Linked DNA regions of Astyanax mexicanus: region 2 is linked to region 1. Evidence: chromatin contacts called from public Hi-C data. All regions are on one chromosome and are shown on one strand. Each heading gives the region's core, a stretch centred on a gene start, on an enhancer-like site or on the middle of the called end of the contact. The rest is flanking DNA. Distances are from core to core; before and after follow the strand shown. Region 1 overlaps foxo1a (forkhead box O1 a). Region 2 holds the start of stoml3a (stomatin (EPB72)-like 3a).

What was found. A called contact is a pair of places that touch in the nucleus more often than the background predicts.
Region 2: a contact with region 1 is called in a Hi-C map of blood, with 2.6 times the contacts expected there. The contact joins the promoter of stoml3a here to the enhancer-like site in region 1. A contact is called at or near these places in 2 of 3 Hi-C or Micro-C datasets (blood and muscle).

What each region holds. Positions count from the first base shown.
Region 1 is chr18:22,576,783-22,582,278 of AstMex3_surface, reverse strand. It overlaps foxo1a (forkhead box O1 a), which reads left to right. Exons shown (of 5, transcript XM_007236710.4): 3 at 704-895; 4 at 1,487-2,730; 5 at 3,827-5,496. The coding sequence ends at 3,830. Among protein-coding and RNA genes, the nearest start is that of foxo1a, 51 kb to the left of the region's middle. Within about 2 kb of position 3,963, the one cell type or tissue checked has an H3K27ac peak away from gene starts, as active enhancers do.
Region 2 is chr18:22,644,517-22,650,123 of AstMex3_surface, reverse strand. It overlaps stoml3a (stomatin (EPB72)-like 3a), which reads right to left and starts at 2,825. Exons shown (of 7, transcript XM_007236707.4): 1 at 2,675-2,825. The coding sequence starts at 2,813.

The sequences.
Region 1 (5,496 bases), core at 2,714-5,213:
TTTTCTTATTTTTGTGTTATGGTGACACATTAGATCATTTTCTAAACTGTGGTTAAAGTTTTAGCAGATCATTTGACCAGTAAATGCTGGGAGATCAAAGAATCACTCACGTACACCCTGTACCTTTAAATATCACTCGGCACATGAGAGAGAACATGCAGAGTTTGCATATGCAGTGTGTATCTCCATGGCTTTCCATGTGATCGAAGGTAGTCTCTTCTTGTTTATTAATAAACAGCTCACTATAAGGCATCCCTCATCATCCATCCCTTGTCATCCATCCCTAAATATAACATTTGTGGACATTCTACATTTTTTTAATAACTTGTAGTAAAATGTAAAATACCACAGAGATCCCTTGATGGTATAACCTTTTGCCTACTCATGTTGGTATTTGCATGCAGACGTGTGAGTTCACGTTGTAATATTTGTTTATGGAAATTGGTTGACTATGATGCATTAAGGGTAAAGCCTATAGCTTTTATGCTTGGTAGACTCTCAATGAACGGTCAGTGGAGTGTTCAGTTAAAACCTGGGGCAGATATGAAAGGAAAGGTCAAGAAAAGAGAAAGAGCTGAATAGAAAACAGCTGCGATGAGGATTTGCACTGTGGTGAATTACCGTCAGAGCACAATTTACTGGAAAAAGGGCAAACGCTGGTCATAACACTCTCCCTCCCTCTGTCTCTCTCTGTCTCTCTCAGAACTCAATCCGGCACAACCTCTCTCTGCACAGCCGCTTTGTGCGGGTGCAGAACGAGGGGACAGGGAAAAGCTCATGGTGGATGCTCAACCCTGAGGGCGGCAAGAGTGGAAAGTCGCCCCGCCGTCGAGCTGCCTCCATGGACAACACCGGCAAGTTCGCCAAGAGCAGAGGGCGTGCAGCCAAGAAAAAGGTACACTGCCAAAGTCTGTCCTCATCCGCCTCCTTGCATCCTGGCCAGCTATTATTCATACAGTAATCCTGTGAGGTCAACACATTGGAGACATATTTAGTAATTCTGGAACTGAGAAAGCCTTTAGATGTTGTCAACTTTAAATGTTTACAGCAACAAAGCACAGATTCATAAGGATTTATAAGCATTCGTAAAAAGCTCAATATATCTTTGTAATATATCTGAAGTAAAAAAACACATTCATAAGCTAACATTTGTCAACTCATAAAGCTCTTCGGTGAAACATCTCAGATCTCCACCTTTTATAATGAATGTGCAGTTTTATAGACCCTAAAATTAAACCATGTGGGCTTAGCTGTTGCCACATAAATTACCATAGTTTCTGGAACAATAACAAGATTAATAGCAAAATAAAAAAGCCTAAGGTTGAAACATTAATGTTAGTCCAATCATTATGAAATACTCCTTTAAAAGTAAACGAATTTAAAAGAATAACAAAAAAAAAAGTATTTCAAGTGTTGCTTAGCAGTAGATACACTTGATAATGGCAGGTGTTCTGTATGTAGCTAACTCCTCTTCTGTACACTGCAGCTGGCACTTCAAGGTGGTCCTGAAGGTGGTGCAGACAGCCCAGGCTCCCAGTACAGCAAGTGGCCTGGCAGCCCCAACTCCCACAGCAACGATGACTTTGACGCCTGGACGGCTTTCCGCCCTCGCACCAGCTCCAACGCCAGCACGATCAGCGGCCGCCTCTCGCCTTTCATGCCAGAGCAGGACGACCTGGGCGACTCAGACATGCACATGGTCTACCCGGGACCTGGATCCGGCACCAAGATGACCTCCACCCTCCCGAGCCTTTCGGAGATGGCTGGCTCCTTGGGCCACAGCAGCTCGGAGAACGTGATGGAGAATCTCTTGGACAATCTCAACTTGCTCTCACCCAAGAATCCGGGCGTGGGGTCTGCAGGAGGTCCAGGAACAGGCTCTAACCAGTCCTCGCCCTCATCCCTCCTGCAGAGCAGCCCTGGATACCCCCCGTACAGCTCCCCCGGCCTGGCCACCGTCAACCAGCAACCGCAGCAAGACTACCGCAAGTGCCTGTACGGTCAGGCCAGCATGGGCAGTCTGTCACCCATGTCCATGCAGCCTCTGCCAGAGACTAAACCTAGTTTTGGAGGAGGCCCTGGAAGCATGACCCAGTACAACTGCCCAGCAGGGCTCCTGAAGGAGCTTCTCACCTCAGATGCTGAGCCACATGGTGCAGACCTGATGCCCTCTGTCGATACGGTGGTGGTGTCCCAGTCTGCCAACTCTGCAGCACGCATGCTGCCTCCCTACACCAGCAGCCGAGGTGAACTCATGGGAGGCGGAGCCTCTCACAGCCACACCCTTTCTCACCCCCACACCATGCACACTCAGGCTCCGCCCACCTCGGCAGCCATGAACGGACGCACGCTGCACCCTCTGACCAGCATGAGCCACCAGGCTGTGAGCGCACGCCTCGGCTCGGTAAAATCAGCCATGCAGATGCAGTATGGAACCTCCAGTCACATGGGCGGAGGAGGAGGAGGAGGACTTTCCTTCTGCAGCCTCAACGGCAACGGATACAGCCGCGGCCCAGGCCTGCCCCCTGAGCAGCACCAGCATCACCTGGAGAAGCTGCCCAGCGATCTGGATGGCATGCCTGTGGAACGTTTCGAGTGTGACATGGAGTCCATTCTGCATGATACTCTCATGGACGGAGACTCACTGGACTTCAACTTTGACCCCATGATGAGCCAGCAGGGGTTCCCCCCACACGGTGTCAAGACCACCACTCACAGCTGGGTGTCAGGGTAAGTTAAAACTGCTGTGATTTGGGCAAATTTAAAATATACACAAATTTACACACCTTCTTTAGATTGGCACTCATATAGCTCTCTTCGGATGGGATTCATTTTACTTGAAGTGGTGGGATTCTCACAGGATAAAAAAAATCTCACCATGAATGACAGAGATAGGGGGGGGCTACTTGATTTACGCACTTCCATCAACCTTGGTCCTGGAGGCACCATGTCCAGCACATTTTATTGATTTCCATGTTTTTCTCACAGTATATGATGGAGTAATCACATCTATGTGAATTTGTATAGAATTTAAATAACGAGGCATTTTGTACGGCTAAAAATGTAAAAGGTACCAGAAGCATGCATTATCCTGCCTCCCAATGCAAATAGGGCTTGTAACATGTGTAATAAAAGATAATTATAAGTTTACTAGGTTTTTATCCACTTTTTGTCCACTTTTTTGTCCTTTTTAGCCATGATAAGAGATCAGACTAGCAATTTAGACCATAGCCTAGCCAATATATAAATCCAGACACATCATAACAGATATACATATAAACAAAACAGAATTTGAAAACATCATTTTACTGTTTTATAATGTTCTTGCCACTAACTTAGTAATGTGCTATGTTTTTTAAAAAGAAGAACCATATCTAGATATTATTAACATTTACGTTGATTGTTTTATACAGTTTTGCTAAGTTTTTCCTGTCTAAAAACGGAAAGAAAAAATGTATACAGTAAAATCATTAATACACATGTTACACATAATAAAACATGTGTCTTCAAATCTGATCCCTTAATCTAGTTTTCAGTCCTTGACTTTCAGTCCTGTAATCCTTGGTAGGTGTAACACTGAGTGGCCATTCGGTTACATTTACTGTTTCTTCAACTTTCAGTAAGAACAAATATAGGACCATAAACTGGATTTAAGATCCAGATTTGAAGAAGTGGCTAATGAAGGAAGCATAATTAAAGCTCAGCCATTACAAAAACAGTTTGATCCAGTTTTTAAAACTGTCTGGTACTTTACTCATGCTTGTCTCATTATTTTCCAAAACCTGCTAACTTTGCGATTCATTAAGGTCCTTCTCTTTTTTCACAGGTAGAGCTTTTCAGCCTCTCGCACTGAAGAGCAACAGCCCAAAGAGGCCACCCTCGCCCATTCAAGCAATGTTCTCTTCTCCTGCTTCTCATCAAGAACGTTCCCCTGTTGTCCCTCTGCTCAGCTATGGCTGTGATATGACCGCACACTGCCAAGGACGTTAGCCTGCAGCTCTTTTGCTGTAACGCACCTTCGAACCAAGTGCCAAACCAGGTGCCTGTACTACTCCTTAGCCAAATCACGCGTGCTTTACATTGCTGCCTTCTTCTCGCTATGGAGAACCAGTGGTCAAATCAGGGCAAAAATCAGGGCATGGTCTAGCGCCATGGCCCAAATATCAGCCACAACACATACATACACATGTATATAGACACACACCCATGCACATACATGCTTATACATATGCAAATATGCATCACGTGCATCAATTATCATTATGATTATTAGTACAATCAGATTCTAAACCTTCTATTGAACTCAAAAGCTTTGATTGAGTTTCCTAGCTTTATAATCAGACCCAGGTCTTTTATCCTCAACAGCCCTTTAAGTTGACCATTGTGTGATAACATCTCCTCTTTTCTCTACTTATTATACGCTAATAGAGCTTAAACGTCGTCTGCCCGTGGCTTTCCATCGGGCCTTCTTATGTCTGTATGCAGCTCTTTATTATATGCCCTGGTTTCACAGTTGGCCTTACTGGGAATGAGAACTGGATCTGGAACTGAGGATGAGTGTGTATATAGTCGTATCTGGACATGGTCCTCCATCCACGGCAGGACCTGGAAGAAGTTTAGGGAAAACTATCGGCCTACCCGGACTATGTTACTTTAAATAAAATAAAACCAACTCTTTCTGTTCTCTCCTCGCCGTTTTCAGAATCAGAGCAGATGTACTACATTTTTAACAGAGTATATTGCGATCATTGTCATTGTACAGAGCGTTTACACAAAGAATTCAGCAATCAGGGCAGCAGATTTAACGTGTTTTTTAGAACTGAAAGAAACTGGATCTGACACTTGACATTTCTGGGCTCATCCTTACTTTTAAGGGTGCTTCTCATTCAGACTGTGTACACGGTTCCACACTTTTGGCTTTGTAAATACATGGTAAATATATATATGTGAGAAAGCATAAAGTTGATATAATATTTGAGATTTCTTTTTTGTTTCGAGATTTTGTTATATGTATTGGTATTGTTAATGTGTATGGTTGGCTTTAGCTGAGATTAGGTTAAGCTGTGTATAATGCATGCACGTTTCAGCAGTGTTTTGGGTTCCTTAAAGGAGAAGTCCACCCAATTTTCTTTTCTTTTTTTCTTTTTTTTAGTTTTTCAAAATTTCTTAGTGTTCTTACCCTGAAAGCTCACTTCTTAGATGAAATCTGTACAGTTTAGGCCTCTCAGTTGTCCTTAAGGATTATTAAGGATTGTTATCTTACATCATTAAGGATTGTTATCTTAAGAGGCCACATTTTTAGTGACTTTATGATTTTTCAGAGCTCACATATGACAAAAGACTCTCACGGTAAGAAAAAGCATAGAAGTTTTGACTAACTAATGGACATGTCCTTTAATATTTCTCACAGAGGTCCTCAATTCAAGAGTCTTGCAATTGTGGCTTATTTTGTAGTTTAGAAACTACATGTACAGTGCGGGGCTCCCTCTGTTTTTT
Region 2 (5,607 bases), core at 1,576-4,075, 69 kb before region 1:
ATTTGAATGGGTTGCTGTGGTCCTTCGTTTAGGAACAGTCTTCAGTAATGTTGCGGCCGATAAATGCAGCTCACCTCGGCTGCAGCCTAGGCTTTGTTGATTTGATGTGGTCTTTGTTTGTTGAGTTGTATGTGATGCAAAAACACTTTAGATCCGATTTGATTTTTCTTACATAATTGCATTTTAAACCAAATGGAAATTAGAAAAAATGTAAAAAAAAATAATTTATGAGCTGGCAATCTGAACAGAGTCCTACAGACACAGTTGTGATACACAATGAAAACAGTATCATCTCTTTTCTTTAGTGAGCTGTGAATAATAAATGTTTAGCTCATTAAGAAAGTCCTTTTATCATGGTTTTCTAGTTGCATGAAACTACTGATTTTAATAAAACCATCCAAATATATAAACTCAAAACCCTGAATAAAAGTTTTAAAATAACTTTTAGAGAATAGCTACTTCAAAGTGGCAGTCTGTGAGTTTTGTTGAATGAGTAATCTTAGCTCAGAATTAGTTTTAGCAGAACGTTATCTAAATGTTACAGTTAACATTCTTAGAATTTTAAATTTATCAAGTTTTCTGGATGTTCTTTTTTTTTTTTTTTTACATTTTTTTAATATTAAATATTTTTAAACTTCTCTGCAACATCACTTGTAATTTTTAGTTACTTTTAACATTTCCATAATGCTAGTATTCACCTAGCTATTAATATTATGTGAGAAAAGTTCTAATAATATTGTGATGCAAACCATTATTATATCACACACTTTCAGAACGTTCCTGGAACCTTATCAATACGTTGCTAAATGTTCTTTTAACCAGAGATGAATAGTAACAAAGTAGAACTGCTTCACTACTGTACTCAAGTACTGAAATGCCATATTTATACTTTACTGGAGTATTATTTTTTCTCCTACTTCCATTTTACTTCACTACATACTGTATTTTCCAGTTTTAATACTATTACTCTGATAATTTTTTTGCGTGTATCTGTCATGGATATTGGCTTGGTTTTCCAAAATAAAGGGCCATATTAAAGCTAATGTATAAGAATAAGGTTAAAAAAGATGTAAAATAATGTTATTTCATTGCTCAGTGTGAGCAGATGCACTAAAAAAGTCATATTAAGTTTTAAGTAGCTTTTTAATTTTAGCTATTTAAATGAGACCAGATAACAAAGCTTCAGGAGGTATTTTTATAGAAATATGTAAAAAATGTCTTATCTCCTTATCTACTATAAAAGATGATGAAAAAAGTAGCACACCTGTCCCCTGTACATAATATTTTGTGTGTCTGATTTGAATCTAAATGATCATATTTCTTCTGATATGACACCCCCCTCTGGCACATCTCAAATTCATTTACAGTTCATGTTTTTTGCCTGCTAAAACGTACATTTAAAACATGAGTTGAGGTACTTCAGAGTGAATGAATCTGTCAATTTAGTAAGAATACTGTTGTGTTAGCCAGGTTTCTTCAGCTGTAATTCAGCATTTCTTTGGTTTAATGATGTATGAATGAACAGTTAAAGACTGCATGCATTTGCATTTCTGATATCTCTATATTCACAGTAGCTCTTGTATTAGGACCATTATCAGCACCATGTTTGCTCAGGTAACCAGCAAAAGCTGTTATAGCCAAAAAAGGTCCAGGGACCTACAATACACACTATATATAGGCATATATTAAGTAAAATAAACATTGTTGTTTATTGCTATAAACTACGATTAACGTTTCTCCTAAATTCCAAATATAAATATTGTGGAGTGGAAGAGGAAGGAAAACCCGTGAGACACATGCTGAATGCTCAACAGCTCCTTTATTGAACAGGCTTGCCACTCACTTATAGTCTTTAACAAGACTAAGAGAGCTGAAACCATCCCCACAGAGCTAAAATAGCCCAAAGGCCACCAACCCAGCTGTGTGTCTCCCAGATGGCAGATCCAGAGTGGTGCCCACCCTCTCTGCATAACCCCTCCCAAGGGAGATGCCCCACCCCTGTCATCCTCGCACACAGGAGAACAGAAACATACCTGCAGGCAGCCACACACACAACCCAGAGCCGCCACAATATTGTCATTTAGAGCATTTTTTTGCAGAAAATTAGAAATGTCTAAAATAACAAGTTTCATGAGTTCAAAAATACATTTTTGGTGGAATAACCCTGGTTTTTAAACACAGTTTGTAATGCATCATGGCATGATCTCCACCAGTCTTACACACTGCTTTTGGATAACTTTATGCCACTCCTGGTGCAACCATTCAAGCAGTTCAGCTTGGTTTGAAGGCTTGTGATCTTCCATCATTCTCTTGATTATATTCCAGAGGTTTTTAATTTGGTAAAAATCAAAGAAACTCACCAATTTAAAGTTGTCTCTTATTTTTTCCAGAGCTGTATATGTGGCTTTGCAGGAATGGTGGAAAAGAAGCACATTAATGCCATTTTATTGTAATATTTTGTCCTCTTCTTACTGAGGAACACTATTTTTTCAATTTATCAGCAAAACTTTAATGCTGCTGCTTTAAATGTTCATAACACATAACTGTACAACTATACACCACTTTAAACCTGAGCAGGAAGTGCTGTGGCATTTTTCATTCATGAGTAAATATAGAATTTCACTAGCGATAACAGTGAATAAGTGAATTCAAGTCTTGCTTGTTTTACACATACCATGTAAGATTGGTTGGATGCTCCCAGATGGTGATTGTCTGTTCATTGTCTGTCTGTCGATCTTGCTGTTGCTCATCATATCCACTGTTGTCATCTCTATAGGTCTGTGGAGCAGTTGCCTTGGGGTGTGAGAGATCATGTAACAGGAGAGCTTTAAATATGCCTGCTGTCTCAGGGGGGGCGTGGCCTCTCCTCTACAGGCTACAGGTGTGAAGGTAAGCATAAAGAGATACTATCAGCTGGCTTTGAGCTGTAAACAACTAAATAATACATACAGTTGGCCTTAGCTGGCGTTTCATGGATAAGTATTTTTCGCAAAAAATTGCACTTAAAATCCTTACATTTTCCCAAAAATTGCCAGTGTGGTTTAGCTAATATTACCCTGCTTACTTGAACACTCAGGGTTTCTCAGCGTAGCACTGTCGAACGCCATTTACTAGCGCTATTTGTGGCTAGCACTTAGCCGCTAATGCTAATGCTGCTGCACCCTTAGTGTAAATCTGGAAATCTAAGCTTAACGTAAATAAACTGAAGCACTTTATTCACCCAAATAAACAGTTTTCAGGAGAGAAATCTGTGTAGATTAACATCTGGTGCTTAAAGTTTTTTTTTTTTTTCAAGAATTACTGTTTTGTTTACTAACCTCAGTTACCCCCCACCACCACTTAGCAGCGAGACTCTGAATTAAAAGGAAAACATGGCAACACCCCTGTCTAGTGTCACATAATATGCCTTATAATCCAGTGAGCCTTATGTATGAAAATCATTGATAGTCTGTTTTATAATCCAGTACGCTTTTTTACATTTAAAAATACTATGTCCCATATGTCCATGTGATTTCTGCCAGGGTAGCTTAACTATACACATGGATTTTTAATCAGACACTGCCTGTCATGATCCTTTTCACTCACTGCAATGTGCAAAAGTTTGGACACACCTTCACATACTTAAAAGTTCTTGAAAAATAAGCTAAGTGGGACAGCATTTACTAGCACTAATTATGGCTAGCGCTAGCCGCTAATGCTGCTACTACCAGCTACAGTGGAAATCTGGAAATCTAAGCTTACTGTAAATAAACGAAAGCGCTTTACTCACCCAAATAAACCGTTTTCAGGAGAGAAATCTGTGTAGATTATTGTTAATTATACTGTCTTTATAGCCAGTCATCCACTTGAAGGAACACATAATGAATTATGTAGTAAACTTAAAAGTCTTAAACAAATCAAAATACTTTGTCAAAATAAGTGGCTCTTATCTGGGGTGCTGTTAACTTGCGTTTTCTGACAGCCAGTTTCAACATTAAGTTTTTAATGGTCTTTGCAATTGCACTTAAGGATACTTTCAAAGTTCTTGAAATTAAAAGTATTTTTTTATCTTTCCTTAGTTGAGTAGTTCTTGCCATAATATCATTAGAACATTACTCAAACAGGACTGTTCACTGTATACCAAGTTACTCTACTTATAGTATAGACTGCATGAGTTTAGTTGTAATCTATACAATGCATATATAATAATTTCAAATAGTGAAAAAACACTAAATTGAAAGTGTCCAAACTGGGACTGGGACTGTATATATGGTAAAATATTATGTCATGATGTTCAAAGACAAAATGCGTCACCAGTGGCAGACTCTTAAAAATGGTAAAATGTTCATTTATTTCTGCGCATAATCCAGTTAATCAGGACTCATTACAATCTTTGATAATAAAATATTTCCGTACTGTCCATCTGTACTTTATTATCATCTCACTTCTATTTCATTGTGTTCTATTTATTTGATACTGTCAAATTACACATTTCTCAGTTGTTTATCCATACACTCCTTAACTATTTTAGAATGCTGTTTTGGGTCCTGTACTGGTTTTTCCAGAGTTGCAGCCATGCGAGTGTGAGCTGGTTCACACTTTCCACTGTTGCCCCATCAACACTGACTACAGTGTGACTCCCCTGGTGCTACCTGAAGCTAAATTGCGTGTTGTTGATTTTAAAGGCCAGTTAGCTGGTGTGGTGCCACTTTGGCAAACACAAATATTACTGCACATATTTTACATGTCAGTATTCATATATAGTACCATTGGTTAGTATGATTTTGCCTATTGTCTAATAAAAGATTGGCTCATTTATGATCACGTGATACACCAGAAATAATAACTTGTATAGCTGGATTATGGTTACAATTTTTTTTTTTATCAAACAGCAAAATATTTACTCCTGTATGCTATCCTATATGCACACACACCGAGATAAGGCAGATACTAAACTTTCTCTCTGTATTTATATATATATATATATATATATATATATATATATATATATATAATTCTTTTTCATAGCTGTTTTGCTTTCTCTTTATTGTTGTTCTTTAATTTATGTCTCTTTTTGCTGTTTTATGTGATGAAAGAATGAGGTCAGCAGGCTTCCTGAATATACTGAGCACAGACCAGGTTATTCCATCAATGGATTTTTTCTTCCCTGATGGCACAGTCATATTCCAAGATGACAAAGCCAGGATTCATGGGGCTGGAGTTGTGAAAGAGTGATTCAGGGAGCATAAGATCATCATTTTCACACATGGATTGTTCACCACAGAGTCCAGCCCCTAACCTCATTGAGCCATTATTAACCTCAACCTTCTACCATCATCAATGCAAGATCTTGGGGAAAAATTAATTATTTTAAATTACATTAAATTAATTAAAGTTAAAGGTGGTCAGACGAAAATTAGAGTGTAATTCTTTGGTTTTATATATATATATATATTATTTTGGTGGTGAATTTTTTTTTGGCCAGCCAGTGTATTATATATATTGTCTTCTCATTATATGCACAGTGACCACATATACTAGAACTCTGCATTAACACTAATAAAGCCTAATTGGTCCTCCGAAGACCTGTTTTTGGTGATCGGGTCAAGTACAGATTTCACAAATAAA